4 separate regions of the Mus musculus genome follow, and regions 2, 3 and 4 are each linked to region 1. Evidence: chromatin contacts called from public HiChIP or PLAC-seq and promoter capture Hi-C data. All regions are on one chromosome and are shown on one strand. Each heading gives the region's core, a stretch centred on a gene start, on an enhancer-like site or on the middle of the called end of the contact. The rest is flanking DNA. Distances are from core to core; before and after follow the strand shown. Region 1 holds the start of Hdac11 (histone deacetylase 11). Region 2 holds the start of Nr2c2 (nuclear receptor subfamily 2, group C, member 2). Region 3 holds the start of Ccdc174 (coiled-coil domain containing 174). Region 4 holds the start of Slc41a3 (solute carrier family 41, member 3).

What was found. Promoter capture Hi-C pulls out the DNA fragments that hold promoters and counts their contacts. HiChIP or PLAC-seq counts read pairs in DNA pulled down with a chosen protein or histone mark.
Region 2: a contact with region 1 is called in a promoter capture Hi-C map of pre-B cells. The contact joins the promoter of Nr2c2 here to the promoter of Hdac11 in region 1. A contact is called at or near these places in 2 of 39 promoter capture datasets (liver and pre-B cells), 1 of 484 Hi-C or Micro-C datasets (uterus) and 1 of 115 datasets of contacts at active chromatin or transcription factors (bone marrow-derived macrophages).
Region 3: a contact with region 1 is called in a FOXA1 HiChIP or PLAC-seq map of pancreatic cancer cells. The contact joins the promoter of Ccdc174 here to the promoter of Hdac11 in region 1. A contact is called at or near these places in 2 of 115 datasets of contacts at active chromatin or transcription factors (bone marrow-derived macrophages and pancreatic cancer cells).
Region 4: a promoter capture Hi-C map of pre-B cells shows a contact between it and region 1. The contact joins the promoter of Slc41a3 here to the promoter of Hdac11 in region 1. A contact is called at or near these places in 8 of 39 promoter capture datasets (the C10 cell line, cranial neural crest, embryonic stem cells and 4 more), 1 of 15 datasets of contacts at CTCF or cohesin (pro-B cells), 6 of 484 Hi-C or Micro-C datasets (the N1E-115 cell line, cerebral cortex, cortical neurons and 1 more), 3 of 115 datasets of contacts at active chromatin or transcription factors (SST interneurons, VIP interneurons and pancreatic cancer cells) and 1 of 9 other capture datasets (embryonic stem cells).

What each region holds. Positions count from the first base shown.
Region 1 is chr6:91,155,289-91,158,249 of GRCm38.p6, forward strand. Hdac11 (histone deacetylase 11) reads left to right here and starts at 1,527. Exons shown (of 10, transcript NM_144919.2): 1 at 1,527-1,559; 2 at 2,109-2,257. The coding sequence starts at 1,558.
Region 2 is chr6:92,090,848-92,093,808 of GRCm38.p6, forward strand. It overlaps Nr2c2 (nuclear receptor subfamily 2, group C, member 2), which reads left to right and starts at 1,586. Exons shown (of 15, transcript NM_001347342.1): 1 at 1,586-1,967.
Region 3 is chr6:91,876,569-91,879,529 of GRCm38.p6, forward strand. It overlaps Ccdc174 (coiled-coil domain containing 174), which reads left to right and starts at 1,485. Exons shown (of 11, transcript NM_172730.2): 1 at 1,485-1,618. The coding sequence starts at 1,577.
Region 4 is chr6:90,603,439-90,606,399 of GRCm38.p6, forward strand. Slc41a3 (solute carrier family 41, member 3) reads left to right here and starts at 1,442. Exons shown (of 11, transcript NM_027868.2): 1 at 1,442-1,570.

The sequences.
Region 1 (2,961 bases), core at 277-2,776:
TTCTTCCTTTCTGCCTCAGTTTCTCTTGTATAAAACTTGCCTTCCAGGGTGTTTAGAGTTCATTGTGAATGAGGCTCTGGGGACTGGCTTAGCTCTGTCTTAATGACAGGCACTCAGTAAGAGCTGATGTTATCTTTGGAGTCTCTCAGCTTCCCCAGAAGGTACACAGTCAACATCATCTCCTAGCGCTGAAAGCCCAGCAAACAGATTCAACCTTCCAAGACCAGGGTGCTGGCAGATAGCCCAGGCTGGGCTGAATATAGGCTCAAACTTCATTATACCAAAGGAATCAGGAAGACTCCCCTCCCGGTTTGTAATAAGCAAATGCTATTTCTTCTAACTGCCCAAGTCTATAGCAACTTTAAATCATAATGCCACTGTCTTATCTACGATGGTTCAAAGTCTGTAACTCCTAACACATAGGCTAGGCCACATGATATGGGAACGCTCCCAAACCACTAAGAACAAGAAATTGCCTTTTGTCCTCTGAACTGAAGGCAGTGTCTCCTCTGGGTCAGCCCCACTACCCATGGCTGGGGCAGTAACTCCTGACTGAGCTCACACTCCTAGGGGCAGTTTTTCTCAGCATCTTTCAGAATTTATGTCCTGTTTTCTGAAAATTACCTAGCAGTAGGCACATCAGAGGCATTCTTCCAAACTGTCAGACAACGATCAGACTTGGCTGGCAGATACATATTGTTGGTGTTCATGCCAGAGAGTTCGAGTTCAATCCTTAGAACCTACACAAAGGTGGAGGGAAAAACTTGTCTGACCAGAGCTGACTTTTGATCTTCACTGTGACATGCTACCTCATGCCCTAACAAAACAAAACAACAACAACAAAAAAAAAAAAAACGTTGCCCATTCCCTTCACATGACCCTGTGGCCCCTGGGCTCCCAGCTGCCATATTAGTTCCTGGCTGCTTCTCTGGTCAGCTGCTTCTGTTTGGTTGATGAAGACAGCTGGGTCAACAGGGGCCTATTGTCTCTTCTTCTGGCCTCCATTGTTGGGGCCCCAGCTGTCGGTCAGCTTCCAGGGTCAGGGTGTAGGGGGAATGGAGACAGGAGATACGTTCAGATATTCACGACTGGACCCTAAAAATAGGATCACCAGACCTGTTCTACAATAGGGAAACAGGTTCAAGGCATTTTATAAGTGGGGGACTGTTTATACCATGGTGAAATAGCCACAGATGGTACAGGAATGCAGGGATGCACCGCAGGAAAGAACATATAGCTGGGCTGGTATGCCCAGAACAGACCACCACATAGTGCAGAGAAGCCCGTGGTCACATCACCTAACCAAGTGTCTGATTATTTCTACCCTGGGAATGCGGGCGGAGCTGCGCATGACCACGCCCTCCAGGCGGCACTCCATTGGGTGCTTCTCCTTGGCCGGCGCCGGTCCGGTCGTCTGTGACGCAGCTGCAGGCCAGAGCTCCACCTCCAGCTCCCAGCGCCATGGAGGCGTGTGTTCTGCGTAGGCCCTGCCTCTTGCACCCCTCCCACCCCTCCCGGTGCGGAGTGGCGTCCAGAGCAGGCAGGGCCGGCTGCGGGATGTGAGTGTGCGGGGTCGCGCGTGGGGCCAAGCATGGGTTCTGGGGATTCCCATGGGCACGGCGGGACAGCTGGGGGCGGGCTGGGTGACCGTGCGGACGAACGGTGGTTCTCCCCTTTGCAGGGCACCGCGGTGGGCTGCAGGGCTGCGAGGAGGGCACAGCCTCCTGCAGTCGCGGTCTACTCACCTCCCCTCCCCCCGCCCCAGCGCATTTTGTTCCCAGCTTCACAGATGTGTGAGCTAACTCGTGAGACAGCCACATTCCAGCCCCTACACCATACACCCCGCCTTCCCCCGTGCAGGCCTTGGGCCTTGGCACCAGTACTCCTGAATACACCTGGCACTGGCATGTGACCTTGGGCACACCTGGTCCCCAGAGCCGCTGTTAGGACTGTGTTGGAAGCTGATTTAATCAAAGCCAGCCAGGGTTCAGGAAGGAGCTGTTTTCATTCCTGTTGGTTGTTAAGTGACCTGGTGTGAGTGGGGAGGGGAACACTGCTTTCCACAAGGAGGCTGTTGTCCATATGTGTGTCTCTTTTGCACGTTGAAGGCCTCACGCAACACAGCTGTACCAGCATGTACCAGAGAAACGCTGGCCCATCGTGTACTCACCACGTTACAACATCACCTTCATGGGCCTGGAGAAGCTGCACCCCTTTGATGCTGGGAAATGGGGCAAGGTGATCAACTTCCTGAAAGGTAAGAGCCGCCCCCCCCCCCAGACTAGCACGTGTCTCCTCCATTTCCCTATCCATACTACCTCCTCAGACCTGCATCGACCTTCTCCATTTTTTCCTTCTCCCTATCCTCATCACCCCCTCAGACCTACATCTGCCTCCTCCATCCCTGTGTTCATTCCATCCTTACCTGATTTCAGCCCCCAGACTGCCTACTGCCTTCTGCCTTGCTGTTAAAGGGTCTTTCCAGGCAGGCTACTAAGCAAGATGGGACCTGTCTTGTATTCCCTCCAGTTAGATCCCTATCTCCCTTCCTAAAAATCTAGAGCAAGCTCCCAGGTCTGCATCGTGCAAAAAATAGGATCAAATTAGACATTAATAACATAGCTGTTTCTGTTGGGTTTGTTTTCATTCCTCGGGGGACCTCCTATCTACGGCAGGTGGTACAGCTTCCCCCTCCGCTGTAGGGACCTGCCTGAACATCCAAAGGAAGTCATGGACTAGAAAGCACACAGGTGATGTGTGGTGTTGGTATAAGGCTGGGATGCTAGCCTTGCACGTCTGTTGACTGCACAAATGGTTTCCTGCTGGTGCCCTCTGCCCCCATCTGGGCTCCTGCCTCTTTCAGTGGCACAACAGAAGGGTTCTTCATCCCCCTCAGCTGGGAGTGAGCGCCAGCCCCTCTTACTCCTGCGCCTCTGAGGATGAGGAAGGACGGGAGGCAGG
Region 2 (2,961 bases), core at 336-2,835, 940 kb after region 1:
AATTAGATGGTAGAGTATATCCAATCTACACAGCTCGGTGATCAAGGGGAGTGGGTGAACATTGCAGGCAGACACTCAGAGGGAAACGGCGGCACCTTCCCAAGCCCAATGAAGAAGTATAACCCGGAGGCTTTTCAGAATGCAATCAGTGCGTGCCAAAGCTGCTTTTCTCAAATCGCGAAGGAGAGGGGCACGGGACTGCACAAGTCTGGGCTCCAAGGCTAAGCACCTGTTTTAAAAATGGGCCTGGGGCATCTGCACACTTGCCTGGTCCGGCCAGAGGCATGCACATCCTCGGAGCTTTAAAACAGAAAGCTACCATCCATCCCAAGGAAGGTACCGGGAGCTCAGTGCACTCCCAGGACACCGCTCGCTTGCAACATCTCGGCGCGGCGCCAGGCAAGGGCCCGCTTCTCCAGCCTGCAAGCGGTGCCTACGGGATCGGCCGCACCTGCCCGGCCCAGGCCTGCGGGCCTCAGCTCCGGCGGCGGCCGCAGCGGCAGCGGCGGCGTTCCGGTGCGCGCGCGCGCTCAGCCAATCGCGTGCTCGCCCGCCCCCCGCCGCCGCGGTGAGGCTGGCGCCGGGAAGAGGAAGAGGAACATTCGCCCTCCTCCTCCCAGCGCGCGGGCGGCGGCGGCAGCGGCACCGGGGTCACGAACTCTGACCTTTCACTGACAAAAACAATAACAAAGCGCGGTCCCTCCGCGACCCCGGCGGTGCCAGGGCCCAGCCCGCCGCCCCGCTCCGCACCGGCCCGCCGCGGCGTCCCGGCCGCCCGAGCCCCCGGGCTCCTGCCCTCCGGCGCCTGCCCGGCCCGCGCCCTGCCCTCCTAGCCGGGGGCGCCGGCCGCAGACACGGGATCTGCTCCGCGGTTGTGGTGGCGCCCGACCCTGAGGTAAGAGCAAGCCCGCCGGGCCAAGCCGCGGCGCGGCGCGGCGCAGCGCGGCACGGCGGAGGAGGGCAGGCCTGCGCCGCCATGGAGGCCGCGGAGGCTGAACGCGGCCTTTTACCTTTGCCACGGGGCGGTGGCGGCGGCAGCAGCGGGCGCTTTGCATAGTGGGCCGGGCCGCACCCTTCCCTCCCCTCTCTTCCACTCCCCTCCCCTCCCGCGGCCGAGCCCGGCGAGCCGCTGTCCTGACCGGGCCGGCCGCGCGCCGCGGGGGCGGAGAGGGGGACTGTCCGCGGCCCCGCCTCACGCCTGGCCCTCCGCCAGCGCCGCCATCTTGTCCCCGCGGCGCCGGCCAGGCTCCCCTCGGCGCGCGCCCGGCCTGCCCGCTTCTTCCTGTGTTCCCCGCTCCTCACCCCAGCACTCCCCGCCTGCCGTTGGCTGCCACCCTGGCCCAACCGCCGTTTTTCCGGACTAGGAGGGTGGAAGGGGAGGGAGGGAGGCGTGGGCAGGGCACGACCTCCTGAGTGACGGCCGGGCTGGCCAATCGTTCCCCCTTATAGGAGGGCCACGGCCTGCGGCACCGCCCCCGGGGCTGTGCTGGTTGGTCCAGGTGGGAGAGGGAGGTCCCGGGGGCCGCTAGTGCGGGGTGTGAGGCCGGGCGGGCCAGCCTCTGAGGAACTTGGTGGGTCTCGGGCTGGGAAGCTGGTGATGCTTTTTGAACCCATGGCGCGGCCAGAAGGGAAGAGTTCGTCGGCACTTGGAGGCTCTCCGGGGTTCGCGCTTTCCTCACGACTCTGGACGGAGCCCCTCTGGCGGGCTCAATTTCAGTCCATGAAATTGGGACACCAGACGTTCTTGCCAAGCCTCGCCTCTCTCCTCAGCATTGTTTGAGGGACTGTTCTCTGAAAATGGAGTCCAAGCTACTCTGCCAGCCTCAAAAGTAATTTGCAAATGGTGGTGTTAGTTTTTTCGTCTTATTGTGGTGCTGGGGACGGCCCTGCCATTGAGTAACATCCCTAGTCCCAAAATGGTGATGTGGAAATATATAAGGAACCAACTGGAGTGGAAAACTTGTGAGGTGATTCTCTTTCCTACTTTCATTAAACACAGTTGTGCGTAGCTTTAGACACTAGGACACTACTTCCAGAGATTCAACTGACCTGGGCAAGGAGCCATTCTCCCCCCAGAATTTTGGATGCCGAGGGGATACAAAGGCTCAGAGAATGGTCAGAGAATGGAAGAAACTGGATGATGTGCTGAAGGAATCGTGAGGGCATTAATTTAATTGGATGGTGAGGAAGTCAGGCTTCACTGAATGTTTGAATAGATTTCAGGAAAAGAGCTGGGTTCTGGATAGCAAGCTTGAAGATGGGAAGGGAAGATTTTCCCACACTTTTTGTTGAGTAAATTGTTGCTGATACTATTGATAGCTAAGTGCTGCATATTTAATTGGTGCATTTTTACCCGAACTTGACAGTTGGGATAGCATGCCCAGCAATAAAATGTCCATTATACTAAGCAGGGAATTTGAATTGGACTTCAGTAGGCATTCTTTTAACATATTTATCTTTCCCAGAGATAAAATTGATTGATGCTATGAAGCTACTGAAAATCTCATTTATCAAAGTGGAAAACAAACTTTACAAAATATAATGTTAGCTTCCATTGGAAAGTCTGATGACTAAAATATTTGTGCATATAACATAGTAGGAAGGGCTGGCTAGCATGTAGGAAATCAAGTTTCATCCTTAGCACTGCATAAACTTATGTAGTGCTGCATATCTGTAATCCCAGTTACTGGGGCGGTGGAGGCAGATCAGAAGTTTCAGTGTCATTCTTGGCTACATAGAGTTTTAGGCCAGCCTGGGCTATAAGATCCGGTATCCAAAATAAAATATTTGAAATCAAACAATACCTTTTTAATAATATGAGCAGTCTCAGTTTTAATTCTTTCTTTGGATATCTCAAGAGACAGTGTAAGTTAAGCCAAGCAAACATTTCCAAAAAGAGATTGGAATAAGCTGTCCCAAAGTGACTTGCAGCCCAGTGAGTTCTACACTGTGGATTTTAAA
Region 3 (2,961 bases), core at 235-2,734, 720 kb after region 1:
CATACAGTCTTCTAGGGAAGGATATCTTTCTTCCTTCCTTTCTTTCTTTCTTTCTTTCTTTCTTTCTTTCTTTCTTTTTTTTTCTGATTTTTTGAGACAGGGTTTCTCTGTGTAGCCCTGGCTGTCCTGGAACTTATGCTGTAGATCAGGCTGGCCTTGAACTCAGAAATTCGCCTGCATCTGCCTCCCAACTGCAGGGGGCGGGGGGGGGGGAGGATATCTTAAAATTATTTCACTTACAACTTCTTTTTACCCAGTATTATTTTCATGACTTGAGGTATATATGGATACTTTAAAAATTACTTTAAAACAATTTGGCGCACACACACACACACACATATGTATATGTATATATATATATATATATATATATATATATATTCACCATTTATTAAAGATGAAAAACAATTTGTATCCTAATGACATGAATGTGCTTGTTTCAACAAAAGGAATTAAATATTGGCTAAACATTTGATACTGTAGGTCACAGAGCATCTTCAGTGCTTTTCAGAGTTGATTGTTTTGACTTTATCATCATCAATGTGGAGAACACTGCTTTGCAAAGATACAGCAAATTCATGTTTAGGGCCATTTCAGAAATTGTTGGAAATTTTGTCCTAAATCCCAGGTCAAAATTCTTTTAATTCTTTAGCAATTCAAATAGTAATTTCAAAATTAGAGTATTCTGGGGGCTGGTTGTGGTGGCACACAGCTTCAATCCCAGCATAAGGGAGGAAGAGGTAAGCAGGTATCTTTGAGTACAAGGCTAGCATGGTCTACAAAGCAAGTTCCAGGCAGCCAGGAGTACCCAGTGACCCCCAAATGAATGTATGAATGAATAGTTAAAATTCAAATATTCTGTTGGGCATAGTGGCTCACACATGTAATCCTAGCATTTAGGGGGCAGAGGCAGGAGGGCTGTTGCAAATTTGAGGCTAGCCAAGTCTACATAGAGAGTTTGAGGCCAGGTGGCTGTACAGTAAGACCCCATCTCAAAAAAAAAAAAAAAAAAAGCCTAAAAAGCAAAACAACAAACAAAACCAACAAAACAAATCACAAAACACCAAAAAAAAAAAACCAACATAAAACGAGTGTTTCTCATAGCCCATTCTTAAACAATAATTCCCACCACTACCAGTTTCATTAAATTCCTTTTGTTTTCATGTTGGAGACAGGAGTTTACTTAGCTCTCTTCATACGCTGCTATTCTTTTCCATCATCTAAGACTCTCCAGTCAATATAGTGTGTGTTGCAATGAAAGCTATCTTCCTTCCTTCTCTAGACGGCGACAATACTAGTCATTTTCACCTCACTTTCTGCTCTCTTCAAGATGGCCAATTGCGATCAATTCCAACCCTCTGACCTTCTCAAAATGACGACGTAGCGACTAGGGACCTCATACTGACGCTTTCAAGATGGCGCCGAGGTCGTAAATCCAAGTCGCAAAATGACGCAAACTCAGCGTCCCTATCAAAGACACTTCCGGTTCTGCTGCCGGGTGGGGGTGGCGGACTCGTAGGGTCTGACTGAGGCCACAGGGAGGCTGCGTCTTGGGACTGGACGCCTTGGCGGGACGATGGACCGAAAGAAAAAGCCTTTGGACGTTACAGCCTCCTCGGTGAGTACAAGTGTGGCTTAGCTCCGTGCTCCGCGTTCCCTCCGCCTGTCTCAGTCGAGAATGGTGACCTAGTTGTTGTCCCACGCAAGTCAGGGGCCTGGACTGCCCATCTGACAAGGATCCTGACCGACCCTTTCCCCGCAGAGACCCTCCTCAGCTTCCTTACTCACAGGATCCTGAACTCGGCTCCGCCAGGCGCCTGGGCTCCGTTCCCCTCGAACCCAGGCGGGTCTCGGACGCCATCCTCCCAGGGATCTCAGGGCGCATCCTGCGGGTCAGCCGCCGCCACAGCCGGCTCTCTGTCCGCAGGGACTTGGAGGACGAGCCCTTCCTGGGTTCTCCACTAGTCCAAAGCCCTTCTCGAGCACTGGGATATGATTTGTCTTCCCAGGGCTCCCAGGGTCCCCCCCAGCAGGATCCAGACAAGTTAGCTAGTGCCTTGTGGGATGGGGTACCCGGGCCAGTAAGGTCTGACAGGATGTAAGGAGTTTTGCTAACTTAACCACTCTCAGCAGAAAACTTGTAAACACTGTACACATTTTGTGTCCGTGCTTCATATGTGTGCTGCCATCGAGTCCTCAGAAGTGCTTTTGAGTGTAGGTGGTATTAATTGTCACTCTTAATGGATAATGAAGTTGACACCCAAAGGTGAATCCCGTTTTCCTCAATGTACACACAGATTTGTTGTGTGAGAAGCCAGGCTCAGTTTGATTGACTGCAAAATGGTGCCTTTTCTGATTGTTCAAAACATCTAATGTATCAAATTTTTTGTTGGAATTTGTTTTTTAATATAGAAAAATTGGTCTTAGTAATCATGTTTGCTTGGATTCAGTGCTTGCAAACTGAATTAATCAGGAAGTATATGCGCATGCGCTTAACTTTAGCACATAAGTGTCAGAGACAAGTGGACAGAGGCCACTGTAAGTCAGAGGCCAGCCTGAGCTACATAGTTCCAGTATAGCCAGAGCTACACAGTGAGACCCTGTCTTTAAAAACCAAACCAAAGTTAACTTGTCTGGAGGATAATGTTTTTAATAATTATAACACAAACGAAGTCCCGGAATTGATTGGTCATTTTGTGATTCAGATGTAGTTGTAGAATAGAAAGATATATAGCTAGGTAATTGATACATTTACAAAGTTAAAATCCTCCTCTTCCTCCTCCTCCTCCTCCTCCTCCTCCTCCTTCTTCTTCAGAATTTTAAATATTGGGTCCTGGAATGAAACTCCTTTACATTGTTAACATCCCTGCCAATAGTACCTTTAAGTGGATTTCTTTCAAATAGAAATTACTGAACTCAGTTATTTAAAAACAAACAAACAAACAAACAAACAAAAAAAGG
Region 4 (2,961 bases), core at 192-2,691, 550 kb before region 1:
GGTCTAGTGGGTGGTGACCTTGTCCTGCTCTCTGCTCTTTCTAGTCGGCTATCTCTGAGTTTCCCAGAACTCACGTGTTGCCATGTTGGTAGTGAACCTCCTGTTGTCTTTTCTGCCTCTCCTTTTCACTGTCACAGGGCTTTCTGGGTCAGCCTTTAATCAAAGGGTTTGTGATGGAGGGATCAGGGGCTGAGGTCCAGGGTTCTCTTCAAGACTGTGACACCAGTTATTGCTTTTCCCTGTTCTAGTCAGACCTAAGATTCTGCTACCCCCCACCTGCCCACAGTGCCTCAGTCTGGGAATCAAACTCGTTAAACCTTTATGAAACCTTCAAAAGTATGGGCTAAAATAAACCCTTTTCTTTGTATAAGTTGATTTTGTTACAATAAATGAAAGCATATCAACATGGAGTTCAAGGTTCATGGATGGCTATTCCTGGTGACGCCTCCCTCCTACTGTCTTTCTATGTCTCACCTGCATGCACACAGGGAGAATGAGCTGGCAGGGTCTCTTCCTGAGAGGACTCCAGTCGCATTGTGACTGCACCCTGTGACTTCACTTGTTCATTGCTACCTCTTACATAAGCTGGATTGACAAATGCAATCACTTTGGGAGCTTGGAATTCAGCACTATATTTTGACAATGTAAGCCATCCAGTCTGTAAATTCTCCTAACATGTGGAACACTGTCATCTGTTTTTGTTTTGTTTTTCATTTGCTGGGGACAGAATCCAGGAACTGGGCTTGCATCTCCCCGGGCCTTGCCCTGTCATACTTTTTTTGTGTTGTATTCTTCAAAACTACTGTCTTACAGGTCTTGCACATCCGGTTTCTGCAGGTGCAGTTGGCAGCTTAGAATCCAGCCAGGGCTCAGGATTCTTGAATCAGCCAAGAGCCATAAGTGGGGGCACGGGATAGATTGTAGGAGCTGGTGTCCACTGAGGCTCACCACTGCTGGCTGAGTCTTCCAAGGCTGTATCTTGATAAGAGTGAGAGGATCACACATGTTGAAGGACAGAAGAACTTTCATGACACATACACAAGTGTTCAAAGGTGAAATATTCAGAAATGTCAGATTGAAAACTGAACAGGCAAATGTGTATCCTAAGGGAAGCTGGCCCTTGCAGTGTGCTACTGGAGGCTACTCCGTCGCCCAGCCCCGCCCCCGCCCGTGGCCCCGCCCGTGACCCCGCCCTACTCATGGTCCTGTTCCGGGGTCTAGCTTCTTCTTTCTTGGCCCCACCCCAAGCGGCACCGCCTCTGAGGCGTGTCATTGGGTCCTTCGGCACCCAGGGAGCATCCCTGCACACCCCACTGCTCGATCAGAGAGCTGTCCTGACTAAAAGGCTTTAAAAATTGGGTTTTTCAAGCGCCACCTCTGTGGATTGGCCCCGCCCACAACACTCGCCCAGCAACCCTCCCCTCCTGTGGCCCCGCCCCTCTGTCTGGACGCCTAGGCAGGGCGGGGCTGGCCCGCCTGCTGCCCTTCTCGCTTCCTCCCGCCGCAGGCCTCCACAGTGTCCAGCGCGCGCCTGGCCGCCTCGCTTTCGCCGCCGGCCGGGAGAGGACCGGTAAGCGCGGGCAGGAGCTGGACTGGGAGCCGGGGAAGCCAAGGGAAAGCGGAGCGTCAATGGCCCTCGGGATGGGGCGTGGGGCACAGGATCTGTCTTAGGCACACTGGGCGGGTCAGTTTGTGGCATCCTCGCTCCAAAGGTCTGCAGGGACCCGCCCCGCTGATCTCTCTCCCTCTGCCTGTGATGAACCCCAGAGCGCCTGACTCTAGGGGTTATGGTTAACTCCTTCAGCACCCCGAGATCATCCTTGACCACCCTAAGGCAGGCTCAGCGAGCTGTCCCTGCGCTCCAGGTTGTCAAGCTAGAGGTTGTTCAGACTTGAGAAGATCCCTCAGTCTACCAGATCCTTTCTATAAATCTTTTAAAACTCAGGTTTTCAAACTGCTTCTTCGCCACGGAGACCACTTAGAGACGCAGCCATTCCAACCTGACCCAGATATCTAGATGAGCTTGCTCTGCTTCCTGACGCTGGCTGGCCTCATGCTGGTACTATGGTAGCTTAAGAACCACGACTGTAAAGTAGTACAGAAGAGCCTGGAGTCAGGCCAAGTGCCCTGTAAGGAAAATATACTATAGAAGGGTATAGTGATCTCCCCTTATTGCAGGGAGTTACAAACATGTTCCCAAAGAGTGTCTGAATCCTGGAATGATATCCAGACATATAGATTGTTTTCCTAATATACATACCTATGGTAGAGCTTAACTTGTGAACTAGACACAGTAAAAGATGAACACCCCTAAGGTAGGGCAGGTGTAATCATATACTGTGATACAATTGTCACCATCACTATACTTGTGCCATTATTAAGTAGACTAAGCGTTGCTTGGCCAACAGCTCAGCCACCCTAACAACTGTTGAGAGGGTGACTAGCTGATGGGCAGCATCTGCAGCATAGATCCCTATGCCGAGGAGTGCTGCATGTTCTAGGAGGGACAGTGTAGTGTTAACTGAATCGGTCCACCATGCTGCTCAGAACTGAGCACAAAACCTACAAATTCTTTATTTCTAGAAATGTTCTCTTAATATTTTTGGTAGTAAGCAAAACCTCTGAAGGTACCCTAGGATAAAGGGTCTTACAGCGCTCCGTTCATACTCTGAGGTGGATGGTATTTTGCTCTCCCAAGGTCACACATCTGCGAAGAGGAGAAACTGGGATTCGAACCCTGAGTTTGGGTTCCCGTACATTCCCACCGGAATGTTCTATAAAGTCAAGAAGATAAAGTGCAGATGTGCTCTCCTTATTCTACATAGTGGGCAGCTAAGAGGCAACCCATCCATCCCAGAAACTCAGCCCACCCGCCTCGTGTTAGAATCTCCCTGTCTCAGTCAAGTGGGCATCAGTTTGTGTGCTGTGCCAGAGGGATGCTTAGTACCTGACTGTTGAGCA